Regions from separate parts of the Sus scrofa genome. Here region 2 is linked to region 1. The links are chromatin contacts, called in public HiChIP or PLAC-seq maps. All regions are on one chromosome and are shown on one strand. The core of a region is the stretch at or near the end of the contact, and the rest is flanking DNA. Distances in the headings are between cores, read along the strand shown.

The links. HiChIP or PLAC-seq counts read pairs in DNA pulled down with a chosen protein or histone mark.
Region 2: a contact with region 1 is called in an H3K27ac HiChIP or PLAC-seq map of alveolar macrophages. The contact joins two enhancer-like sites. A contact is called at or near these places in 2 of 47 Hi-C or Micro-C datasets (embryonic fibroblasts and skeletal muscle) and 1 of 2 datasets of contacts at active chromatin or transcription factors (alveolar macrophages).

The regions. Positions count from the first base shown.
Region 1 is chr15:95,160,784-95,166,934 of Sscrofa11.1, forward strand. The region is part of intron 4 of NEMP2 (nuclear envelope integral membrane protein 2); the gene reads right to left. Among named protein-coding and RNA genes, the nearest start is that of NAB1, 85 kb to the right of the region's middle. Within about 2 kb of position 2,263, at least 22 of the 83 cell types and tissues checked have an H3K27ac peak or open chromatin away from gene starts, as enhancers often do. A contact at or near this core is called in alveolar macrophages, where this site is marked.
Region 2 is chr15:95,226,032-95,232,182 of Sscrofa11.1, forward strand. The region is part of intron 3 of NEMP2 (nuclear envelope integral membrane protein 2); the gene reads right to left. Among named protein-coding and RNA genes, the nearest start is that of NAB1, 20 kb to the right of the region's middle. Within about 2 kb of position 3,005, at least 11 of the 83 cell types and tissues checked have an H3K27ac peak or open chromatin away from gene starts, as enhancers often do. A contact at or near this core is called in alveolar macrophages, where this site is marked.

The DNA.
Region 1 (6,151 bases), core at 1,013-3,512:
AGAGTTCAGAACATTCATCAGGACATGCCTTTGGGATCAAACTTGTAGAAGGAAACAGAATTGGACAAAGGAGGAAGTAGAGCTGGGATCCAAGGTCCAAAGACCTCTTTAGGCAAGTCCATGAGTAATACTGAAGCTAGAATGGCTCTTTAGAATTGTCCCACATCAGCACAAGGTGGCCAGGCCTTTATACCCTTTATCCTTCATTTGGAGATGAGGTCTTTAAAGGGGTGATTAAGTTAAAATGAAGTCCTAATCCAATGTGACTCGTGTGCTTATAAGAAGAAAAGAAACAGAGGGGCATGCATACACAGAGAGGAGGCCGTGTGAGGACACAGTGAGAAGGTGGTCATCTGCAAGCCAAGGAGAGAGGCCTCAGGAGAAAATAAACTGCTGACAGCTTAATCTTGGACCTCTAGCCTCCAGAACTGCGAGAAAATAAATTTCTGTTGTTTGAGTCACCCAGTCTGCAGTATTTTGTTATGGCAGCCCTAGAAAACTAATACGCCCTCCTCATTGGATGGGGCCAATCTCAGGAAGTATAACTTGGGCATGTCTACTCTCTGAACTGAGGCAGTTCTTGGGGGGTGGTGGGGGGCTGACAGCTGAAGATTGCCCACCAGCAGCACTCATTGCAGAGAGTATGACTGGTGCATCTCAAGATGTCACAAACATTAAAGAACATTCCAAGCTGAATAGAAAATAACAGAATGCATCATAGGTAGAAAAATTAAATATTGTTTCATGAAACTTTTTGCATATGTATGTATATACAAACATACATACATGCATACATACATACATATGTAATGAGTATGTGTGGACTGGACATGATGAAAAATTTCTTTCCGTCAAAAATGTTTAAAAGTTACTTCCTTAAGCAAGAAATTAGAGGACTTTTCCGAAAAAGATAAACAGACCCAGAGAGGAAACAAAACATTTTCTCTGGCAACCCAAAGCGAAGCTATCAAGGAGTTGTTTTGGCTCAGTGGGCTAAGAACCTGACGTTGTCTCTGTGAGGATGTGATGTGATCCCTGGCCTTGCTCAGTGGGTTAAGCATTCAACATTGCCACAAGAAGAGGTGTAGGTTACAGATGCAGCTCGGATCCGGTGTTACCATGGCTGTGGCATAGGCCTCACCTGAAGCTCCAATTCAACCCCTACTCTGGGAACTTCCATATGCTACAGATGTGGCTGAAAAAAGAAAAAAACAAAACAAAACAAACAAAAGTGAAGCTATTGCCCTATAAGCCCCATCCACACACAAAGGCATAAAGAGTTCCTCATTAGCTTTTTAGCACCCTGTTCTCTATGTTTTTGGTTGCACCCATAGCATACAGAATTTCCCAGGCTAGGGATTAAACTGGTGATCTGATCCACACAGTGATAATGCCAGATCCTTAACTCACCAGGCTGCCAGGGAACTCCTAGCACCTTGTTCTTAAATATGAACAGACAAAAAAAGACTACTAGTCATATAAAGCAAATTCTATCCTAAAAAAAAAAAGGACTCAATATGAAAAACAGAGGAAAATAAAGAATAGAAAAAAATACTGTTTATATGCTAATTTATAGCCTCAAAACTATGAGAGACATGTATATAGAAAACAAAAGCAGAATGCTTTTAAAAAAACAACATTAAGGGGACTTCCCTTTGTGGCTCAGCAGTTAATGAACCCGACTAGGATCCATGAGGATGCGGGTTCGATCCCTGGCCTCGCTCAGTAGGTTAAGGATCCGGTGTTGCTATGAGCTATGGTGTAGGTTGAAGACGAGGCTCGGATCCTGCGTTGCTGTGGCTGTGGCGTAAGCCGGCAGCTGTAGCTCCAGTTTGACCCCTACCCTGGGAACTTCCATACGCCACAGGTGCGACCCTAGAAAGCAAAAAAAGAAAAGAAAAAAGAAAAGAAAAAACAAGAAAGGATTCTTGGGAATTTAAAATATAATATAAAATATAATAACAATTTCGGTGGAGACATTGGAAGATAAAATCAAGGAAATCTGCTGAAAATAGAACCAAAAGATGAATAGATGAACAATAAGAAAGAAAAGATAGAGATTTAGAGACTCAGTCCAGTAGGTACAATATCTGACTAGAAAGAGGTCTGGAAAGAGAAGAAATGGAAGACAAATTATCCAAGAAAAGTTCCCAGAAAAGGAAGGCCTAAGTCTCAAAACTGAAAGTGCCTGCCACGTACTCAGTACAACAAGTAAAAAGGGCACGTCATTGAGAAATAAGTGTGGGAACTGAAGTTTGGCACTTGCCACTGGCCTCTACATGGATTAAATCAGGAGCCACTGAAGCTGCCAGCCCGCAGCACCCCCTGCTCAGAGCTCAGGGTGAAAGTCAGGAGTGAAGCACTCAGTGCTCTGGGAAGACTGGAAGAACAGGTCTTCAGATAGATAGTTTCAGGAGAAGGTTTTATGTGCCAATTCTTCCATTTCCTCATTATCTAGAAAAGCACTAAAATCCTTCAAGGTGAGGTCTGCTCATTGTGACTGGTAGTAACTTCTAGGAGATCAGCAAAAACTTTTATAAAATGTGTGCATGGCTGCGTGTGCCTCCCTCTCACCTTTATCATATCCTGATTTCCCCCCTTTCCTATTTGGAAACTATAGACCTTACCACCGTCTGGTCTACAGTTAAGGATAAAACAAAGAATGTCAAAAGGTCATCTGTGAATGCAGTCACCTCCAAGGGTGTGGCTGGTGAGTCCTGCAGGCTGTGAAAACTCTGGATACTGGTCCTGATAGCAGAGGTACGTATCAAAGGAAGGATTTCAGTGAGCCCAGGCCTCTTTTGTTCCTGCTCCCTGGTCTTTGTTGCAAAAATTCCCATTTACCCTAGCTCCTCCCTCACTTCCTCGGAGCAGTTTCTCAGGGCTACCCGAGATGCTGTCTCCCAAGCTTAACTCCTATAAAACTTAACACTCAACTTTCAGGTTGTGCATTTTTTTTTTTAAGTCGACAATGTCAGGCCACCAAGAATATTGAGAGAATCTCAAAAATGCCCAGAAAGAAAAATGAGTTTTATATTAAAAAATAGGAATCAGATTGCATCAGACTTCATAACTACAATATTGGACTCAAAAAAGCCTTAAGAATTATGAAGGGAGTCCCCTGTTGGCTAGAGGTTAAGGATGTGGTGTTGTTACTACCATACTGTGGCTCAAGTTCAATCCCTGGCCAGGGAACTTCTGCATGCTAAGGGTGCAGCCAAAAATGAAAATAAAAATAACAATTTGGAGTTCCTGTCATGGCTCAGTGGTAACGAACCTGACTAGTATCATGAGGACATGGGTTCAATCCCTGATCTCGCTCAGTGGGTTAAGGATCTGGCATTGCCGTGAGCTGTGGTGTAGGTTGCAGACATGGCTCAGATCTGGCATTGTGGTGACTGTGGCATAGGCTGGCAGCCGCAGCTCCGATTCAACCCCTAGCTTGGGAACTTCCATATGCTGTGGGTACCGCCCTAAAAAGAAAGAAAGAAAAAAAAAAAGAATAATGAAGGATGATTTTTTTAGACCTAGAATGCAATATCCAGTCAAACTATCTAAGTGTGAGGGCAGAATAAAGATATTTCAGACATACAAGAATTCATACAAGAAAATTTACCTGCCATGTGTCTTTTGTAGGAAGCTACTGTAGGATATGATCTAGAAAAACAAGGAAGGGAAACAAGAAAGAGAAAGACACTGGATCCAAAAAAAGGAGATCCATCATATTTGGATGAAAAGGGAATCCACATGATCATTGTGAAGGTGATTTGAGCACAGCAGCTCTGCAATAAGCCTAGAGAGCAGCAAGTTCAGACTGATTCAAGAGGACGCAGGGCTTCAGGAAGGAGGTCTCCAAGAGAACCAGGCAACTCATACGCTGCTTCATGAATCTGAATGTATTTGCATTTCTGGAGGAGAAATTTTTGACAGTTACATAGAAAAGCTAGCATACAAATGAAGTGAGATGATCATCAATTCCAGTGAAAACAAATTTGTACCAAGAAAGGTAATATAATCACAGTATATTACATGCTTCAGCCTTAAACAGTATTTACATTATCTTAATTATATAAAAACCAAATAGTGACCTGAGAAAAACACTGTGATTATAACTACATTGGGAGAATAAGAGGAGGGTATAAGAGACTAAATCATGTCTTTCATAGAAGGGATTCTTAGATGATATCTAAACTTTGAAACATCTAGAAGTAGCATTAGAAATACCAGAAGAAATACCTGCAAGTTGAGTGTGGTTGCTTCGAGGAATGGAATGAGAATTAGAGTTTAGAGGTTGTGTAAGGGAAGGTGCTGCTCTTCTTCTTTTAGATTCTGAAGAGAGATTGGCCATTTTCTTATTTATTTATTTACCTATTTATTTTTGTCTGTTGTCATTTTAGGGCCATACCCGTACACATGCAAGTTCCCAGGCTAGGGCTGTAGCTGCTGGCCTACACCACCGCCACAGCCAGGCCAGATCTGAGCAGCATCTGTGACCTACACCACAGATCACGGTAACGCCTGATCCTTAACCCACTGAGAGAGGCCAGGGGTTGAACCTGCAACCTCGTGGTTCCTAGTCAGATTCGTTTCCCCTGCGCCAGGACGGGAACTCCAGATTTGGCTTTTTAAATCCCATACATTTATAATTTAGATGAAAATATAAAAGATTTTAGAAAGAAAAATGCTAACTTGGGCATATTATTTTTGAGATATGCGGGAAACCATCTTAAAAGCTACAAGGAGTCACAGGGATGTAATGTATACATCGGGAATACAGTCAATAATGTTTCAACAGCTTTGGTGATGGATGGTAGCTGAACTTATTATGATGATTATTTCATAATATTATAAAAATACCAAATCACTGTTGTACACCTGAAACATAACAATGTATGTTAAGTAACCAACTTTAAAAATAAGTTAAAGGGAAAAACTTGAAAGTGAAAGTGTTTTTCTAGCGGGGAGCAGGACTAGAAGTTGATCTTCCCTGTAAGCACTATTATACCAGTTTTTGCAGACTGTGACAACATTACACTGAAGAACAATTTTAAATAAAAAATCAAAACAATTAATTTGCAGGAATGAATCCAGGTATGTGGACACCCAGGATGGGCTTTGAATTTTAGCTCTGCTGCTTATAGTTTCCTAATCTTTAAAATCTTTAACATCCTCCTTACAAAGGGCAAGGAGTTCATAAGAGCACACATTTGGAAGCTCCTGGTAGATTGAAAATGATTAATAAAACTCCCTTTCTTTCCTCTTACAGATAAAGTCAAGACACTAGTTTTCAGTAGTACAAACTCACACTTTGACACCTTTTTCCTTGGACTCACAAGGATCCCCCCACTCCCTTACACTTTGCCTATAAAAGGAACATTTAGCATACACATAAATAACGAAGTCATTAAGGAGTTCCCGTCGTGGCTCAGTGGTTAACGAATCCCACCAGGAACCATGAGGTTGCGGGTTCGATCCCTGGCCTTGCTCAGTGGGTTAAGGATCCGGCGTTGCCGTGAGCTGTCCTGTAGGTCGCAGATGCGGCTCAAATTCCACGTTGCTGTGGCTCTGGTGTAGGCTGGTGACTACAGCTCCGATTGGACCCCTAGCCTGGGAACCTCCATATGCCGCAGGAGCGGCCCAAGAAATGGCAAAAAGACAAAACAAAACAAAAAATGAACTCATTAAAAAAAATCCCACGTGAAATAAGAAATGTCCTTTGTGTAATTCAACTAGTCTTACAATGAATCCATTTTTTCAATAATAATAAGCAATCTGTAGTTTACTCACTTTGTCAAGTCTTACTGATTTTTGAATAGGCTCCAGATTCAAATTTTATCCAATAATAATTAGAACCAATCTACCCATTATGGAATCCCAATAAAGCAGGTCTGTGGTAAAAGGGTTAGGAGTGGGGGTTTGAGAAACTAATCAACACATTTCTCAGTGTAGGCAGACCCCCCTGGATCAGTAGCCTCTGTCAAGAGCAGCCTGTTTTATATACTACTACATGATTATGATGATTTTTCTTTGAGTGCCAGGCCATGGAAAAGGTTGTGAATCATTGCCTTAAACAGGTGCCATAAAAATCCATTAAAAGGGAGTTCCCGTCATGGCGCAGTGGTTAACGAATCCGACTAGGAACCATGAGGTT
Region 2 (6,151 bases), core at 1,755-4,254, 66 kb after region 1:
TAACACATTATTATATGTTAACTATATTTCAATTTAAAAAGAATATTCATTTCTGCTTTAGAAAATAAAAGAAATGAACATACAGGGAGAAAAGTGAAATTAAGAATTAAAGCAACAATGGAAATCAGTTGTCATGCCTTAGAGACATAAAGTAGACTCTCTTCATCACCTAAACATGGGATTTTATGTTTGGAAGAAGCCCATAGATACTAGTGTTTCCTTGGAATAAGTTTCATTAAACGTAAATAAATATATGATGACAGGTTAAAAAAAAAGTAAACAGCTTAGGAGATAGGCAGATTTTGTAAAATATGTAAGATAAGTAAGTCAGTAACTTCTGAGACATGTTAGACATAGAAGAAGTAAGTGAAGCATTTGTATAATGAACATTTATTATAAAGGGATGGAAAGAGCAAGAGATACTTAATAGCCATGATATGCTAAATATATATGAGGCTGTGAATCATCAAATAGTCATGACACACTGAAGGTGCAGGAGGCATAAGAGGCATTCCCTATTTATGAGGTCTTAATTCGGCTGACCATTGGCTCCTCACATCCTCTACACAATGAATGCAAGATAAAATCCATAGCTGCTCATCAGACTAATTACATTACAGCTATCAGCTAGATGTACTTGCTCCCAAACCTGTAGAGCAAGTGTGTGTTTTGACCCCAGGCATTCTATGTGTTCGGTCATTCTGCTCAAATTTTAACTCTAGTCTTTTCTAGTATACTCTTATGCAGAAGGTAGGAACAGGACTGAGGATTCAGTTAGTGTCAACCTTCTAAGTATACCTACACCATATCTTAAATGTGTTAACCTACCCTGTTTTCACCCTGCTTCTTGCTGAGTTTTTTTTGATTGATTTAATAAACCATGAGATTTAAGCATCTCATTCTGGTCTGTAAGCCCTTCTGTGATCTCTTGGCTAGCTTGCCTGTTGTTATACTTACAGGCTTCTGTTGCAGTAAGGTAATTTTCCACACAACAATAGTATTCACAAATTCTTAACTTAGATATAAATGGCATCACACGGTATATATTCATCTGCACCGTGCTATTCTACCCAACATCGTATTTGTGAAGTTCTCCCATGGAAGTTATATAGATCTATTTCATTTATTTTTACAGCTATATCCACTATATGCACATATCACAATTTATTCATAAATTCTTCCGTTGATACAATGTAGGTTGTTTACAAATTTTTAACTACTGCGACCAGTGATGCTGTGAATATTTTTGGGTAAATGTAAGATAGTGGTTCTGAGAATATACCCGGGAGTGCAATTTCTGGGTCAAAGAGTATGCACACCTTTAACATGACTAAATATTGCCAAACTATTCTCCAAAGTGATTGCACCAATTATACCCTTACCAAAAGTAGATGAGTCTCTATGTTCTTAATCCTAGCCAACACTTTGTATGGTCAGACTTTATTTTTGCAGATCCAATGAATGGATGGACTCTGGTTACAAAAAAGTATTGATTTTGGCAATTAAAAAACCTAGTGGGATTTCCTCAGTACTTAAATCATGAGGAGAAAAATATGTGCAAATTTTTTGTCATATTTTTAGACTTTCCCATTCTCTGTTTAAAACCAAGTAAAGTTTCCCCTTTCTCTTTCCAACCCCGTAAACACCAAAGGAAAAACAACTCTGCAACAAAATCTGTCTTTTTTTTCCCCATAAGGATTAGGGCTTGTAAGAATACCATGTTGGTTGCTTTATGTCACAGATATATCACTCTGATTATAGAGGGGCACAAGAAAAAGAATTTAGCTGCATCCATGCAAATCACTCATCACTAAGTACATGACATAATGATGGTGGGTAAGTAGCTGAACAACTATTACACATAGGCTGAGAATGCACTCATGTAAAAAATTCTAGAAAGTTGCTCTTTTCCCCCAGAATATCTGCTCTAGGGGTTTGTTCCATGCCTTAAAATTGGCTAGTAGAAATTAATGTACTGGGTCAAATTTTTTCATATTTAAGAAGCTTTCCAATGAAAACACAGCTCAAAAAATACATTTAGTACTTACATATCATTAGCATCTTATCTGCCACATCTCTTTCAAAAGCACAAAGGGAATGGGATCTGGGACCTGCAAGTGCTATTGGGTATAAGACAGAAGCCATCCTCAACTTATTCCTCTCCCTAACTTATTCCTCTCCGTAGCTTATTCCTCTCCCTAATCCAACACATTCAGACAGGCAAATCTTTGTTCATAATTTCTTGCTTAAACCTTCTGGATGACTCAGAAGCCCAAGCAGTGTTCTCAAAGTTTGGTCGGGGGGGGGGGGTCCCTTTTGGCTTCAGATCCTTCAAGGTAATTGTTTTAAAAAAATGCAGATTCCTAAGTCCCAGCCCAGGCTTATACTCAGGATGCTTGAGTGTGAGGCTCCAGGAATATGTGTTTTCAACAAAGTACCCAGTTTGATTTAAAAAAAAAATTTTTTTTTTAACAAATGAGAAGTATAACACAAATTAAGTACTGAAACTATAAATATGCAGATCTCTAATTTATCACAAAGCAAACAGCCACATAACCAACCACAGTCCAGAACAAGAAAGAGAACCTTGTCAACACTTTAGAAGTCCAGCTTGTTCTCCTTCTAATGACTGTCCTCTCCCCTAATTGTAACTACTATTTTTTTTTCTTTTTAGGGGATACACTTGGGGCACATATGGACATTCTGGGTCTAGAGGCTGAACTGGAGCTGTAGCTGCAGGCCTTTGCCGCAGCCACAGCAATGCTGGATCTGAGCTGCATCTGTGACCTACACCACAGCTTGTAGCAACACTGAATCCTTAACCCACTGAGTGAGGCCAGGGATCAAATTTGCATCCTCATGGACACTACGTCAGGTTCTTAACCTGCTAAGCCACAACAGGAACTCCGTAACCATGATTCTGATATCTAACACTACCAGTCTGATTCTCGCACTCATTGAAGATGAGCACTTACAGCAACAGGATAAAGGTCACGTTGCTTAGAGTATCATATGAGGAAGCTGCATAATTTGGTCTTTGCAACCTCATATTCTGCCTCTGCCCTATTCACATTTCATTCTGAAGTCATTTGTAAGCAGTTATGTTTCGTTTTATAATTATTGCCCTAATTCACTGCTCTTGCTTCATGCTGTTTCACTGCCTCTGCAGTTGCTGGGGAGTGCCCATATTTCCTGTCTATTAAATTCATCCTTCAAGACCTGTCCAATTGTCACTTTCTTGTGAGCCTCATGACTTTCACCCCCTGTGCCCATGCAAGGCAGAACCATCACATTTTATACTATGTGGCTTATAATGAGAAGCAATTATTCTTTTACATGTCTATTTCTCTTTCTAGACCATGTTTTAGGGCTGAGATTTATTTTAACATTCTCTTGAGTACAGTACAGACTTAGTGTGTGTCCTGCAGCAGGTGCTTAGTATGTTGGTCAATCTCCAGGTGTGCACATCTTTGAAAAAGTAGCACACTGCAACCCTAACACCTCCAGGCACATTTGGATCAGATCATATTCTTGTCAGGAAACAAACCAAACTCAGACATCCAGAGACCACTGGGTGCCTGAGAAGGGTATGAGACAAGTGAAGGAAGTGAGAAGAAATGCAAAGGGGGTGGTGGGGAGCCAGAGTGATGGTGCCTAGATCTTGGGGTGGGGGTTGGGGTGTGGGTGGGAGTGGGCGGGCTGCAGAGAATGAGCAATCGCACTGCTACAAGCAGCACTGGGGAACCTGCCTCACCTGAGTCCTCCTTTCTTCCTCAGACAGGACACCTAGCTGTTAGACTGATGTGCCGTGTGGGAGGCCTAGACTATTCTAACTTCTTCACAACATCATTTCCTGCTTCTCATTGTCCTTGCACTGTCCATCTGCTTCTGGGTGTCCACTCTTAGAAAAAATGGTTGCTTATAAGTAACCTCCCTCTTTCTTGACCTTAGCATACAAGGAAGGTGGACTGTTCAGTTCTTCAAAACGCCTATCCATCTATAGTATGTGTGAGTAGGAGTGGAGGGCGACAACGAAGCACACAGAGAGGCCTTGTGTAGCTGCCCTTGTGCTCAGAGGATCTGGATCGTAAGCATCTGGGCAGCTTGCCACAGGAAACTTCTCAGCAATGTAAATAGTCCTTAGGCAAATAAACCTCGACTGTTAGGCAAACTGAGAGGTTGGAAGAACAGGAACGACTCAAAATTTATATAATCCAGAAAAGATACTGTAAAACAAAATTAAACTCTATCAGAAAGTAGTATGAAAGAGAGCCACTGTAGTGGTTTGATCCCTGGGATGGGGATAAGGGCGGCTTGGAGTGTGGAGATGATCAAGGCCAGCACGGATCCAGCACTCTTGGGAAATGTTCATGAAATGAAGGAAGAGCAGAGCTTCGCAAGCAGCAGTCTTGGAGAGAGTGGGCTCCTCTGCCCTCTCCTAAAGAACCATACAGTCTGCAAAAGAGTCTTGGGCAGCAGTGGACCAGCACCGCATCTAGTGGGCCCCGATACTGCAGCAAAACAGGGGTAGTGAGAAGCAGTGACTCCAGAGACTGCCCAGAAGCCAATTCTGTCCGTACGGCTGTGCAAGCCCAATGAAAGGATTACAAAAGCTCAGGGACTGCCTAAATCCCTGGAGTAGGGGCACCTTCAAGAAGATACAAGTAGATACATGCCTGAATGATCAATCAGAAAAATCAAAGAGGTGAGACTGTATTTGTAACATCAGATTAGAGCCATTTTCAATGATAGATACATATATACACCATATATATATCCACATCTGACACATGGTGGGTTCTCAATATGCATAGTTATAAGGACTAGGAACATACGAAGGAGTCACCACATACATATTTCTTGGATAACTTCCTGATTTTTGTTGCTTTCTTCAAATAGATAAACACTGAATTTTGTTTTCATTTTTATTTCTTTGTATACTGCTTTCGAATAGGATCTTTCTTTAAAATAACATTTAAAATTTCCTCCTGATTTTCAAAGTAATATGTTTGCTGTTGAAAATTTAAAAAATTTAAAGAAACATAAAAATTATCTAAATGCCATCATCTAGAGATTACTACTGCTTACATTTGGTAAATTTTCTTTCATGTTTAGGTAGAGTGATTATAGATTGTTTCTGCTCTATCCTATTTTGACCATTAGTATTGTATTGTGAGCATTTCCCAATGTTATTAAATATTAATTAAATGTATTCTGCCACATAGATTTGCTATAATTTAACCAAGTCATCATTTTGGATGTTTTGGTTTTTCAATTTCGTAACTAATGTGATAAATATCCTCTTCTTAAATATTTATAAATTTAGGGTAATATTGTACAAGATAATCTGTTGGGTCAAATTACCGAACACTGAAATTCTTGGCTCAGTTTGCCAAATTGCTCTTCTGAAGGTTATTTTACTTTTTATTTTGTTTTTTTTAGGGTCACCCTGTTGCATTATGGAAGTTCCTAGGCTAGGGGTTTAATTGGAATTATAGCCACTGGCCTATGCCACAGTCATAGTAACAGGATTCAAGCTGCATCTGCCACCTTCATCACAGCTTAGGGCAATGCCAATCCTTAACCCATTAAGTGAGGCCAGGGATTGAACCCGCATCCTTATGGATACTAGTTAGGTTCATTACCACTGAGCCACAATGGGAACTCCCTTGGTCCTTAAGTTTTTTGATCACCATATTTTATTGCCAATCCTAGGCAAGTTGATGTGTCACGATGTGTAAATCTGGGTAAGTACAACAGCATGATTCAAACCATAACTTGGCAATTATATGTGAACAGAATCATGTTTGATTTACTTTTATTTCAATAGCTCTAAGCCTCTTATTTTACGATACTTGCATTGTCTTTTCTGAGTGTCTGCTCCTAGAAGGCAGTCAGTGTTGAGTAACTTGTTGTGACCATTAGCCCAACTCATTAATATTAACTCACTCAATTTCTTCATATCTGAACCACGGCATGGTGAAAGCACTTGGTGCTGTAGGTTTTTTTTTGAACTCACTCTGCTTTTCTCTTTTCCTGATATACACTTGCACCCGATATACTCACACCTCTCCTAATCCAACTTAAAGATAATATACAGGCCTTCTTCAAGTGAAGGGAGGAGGATAACTATTATCTCTCTGTCCTTCCT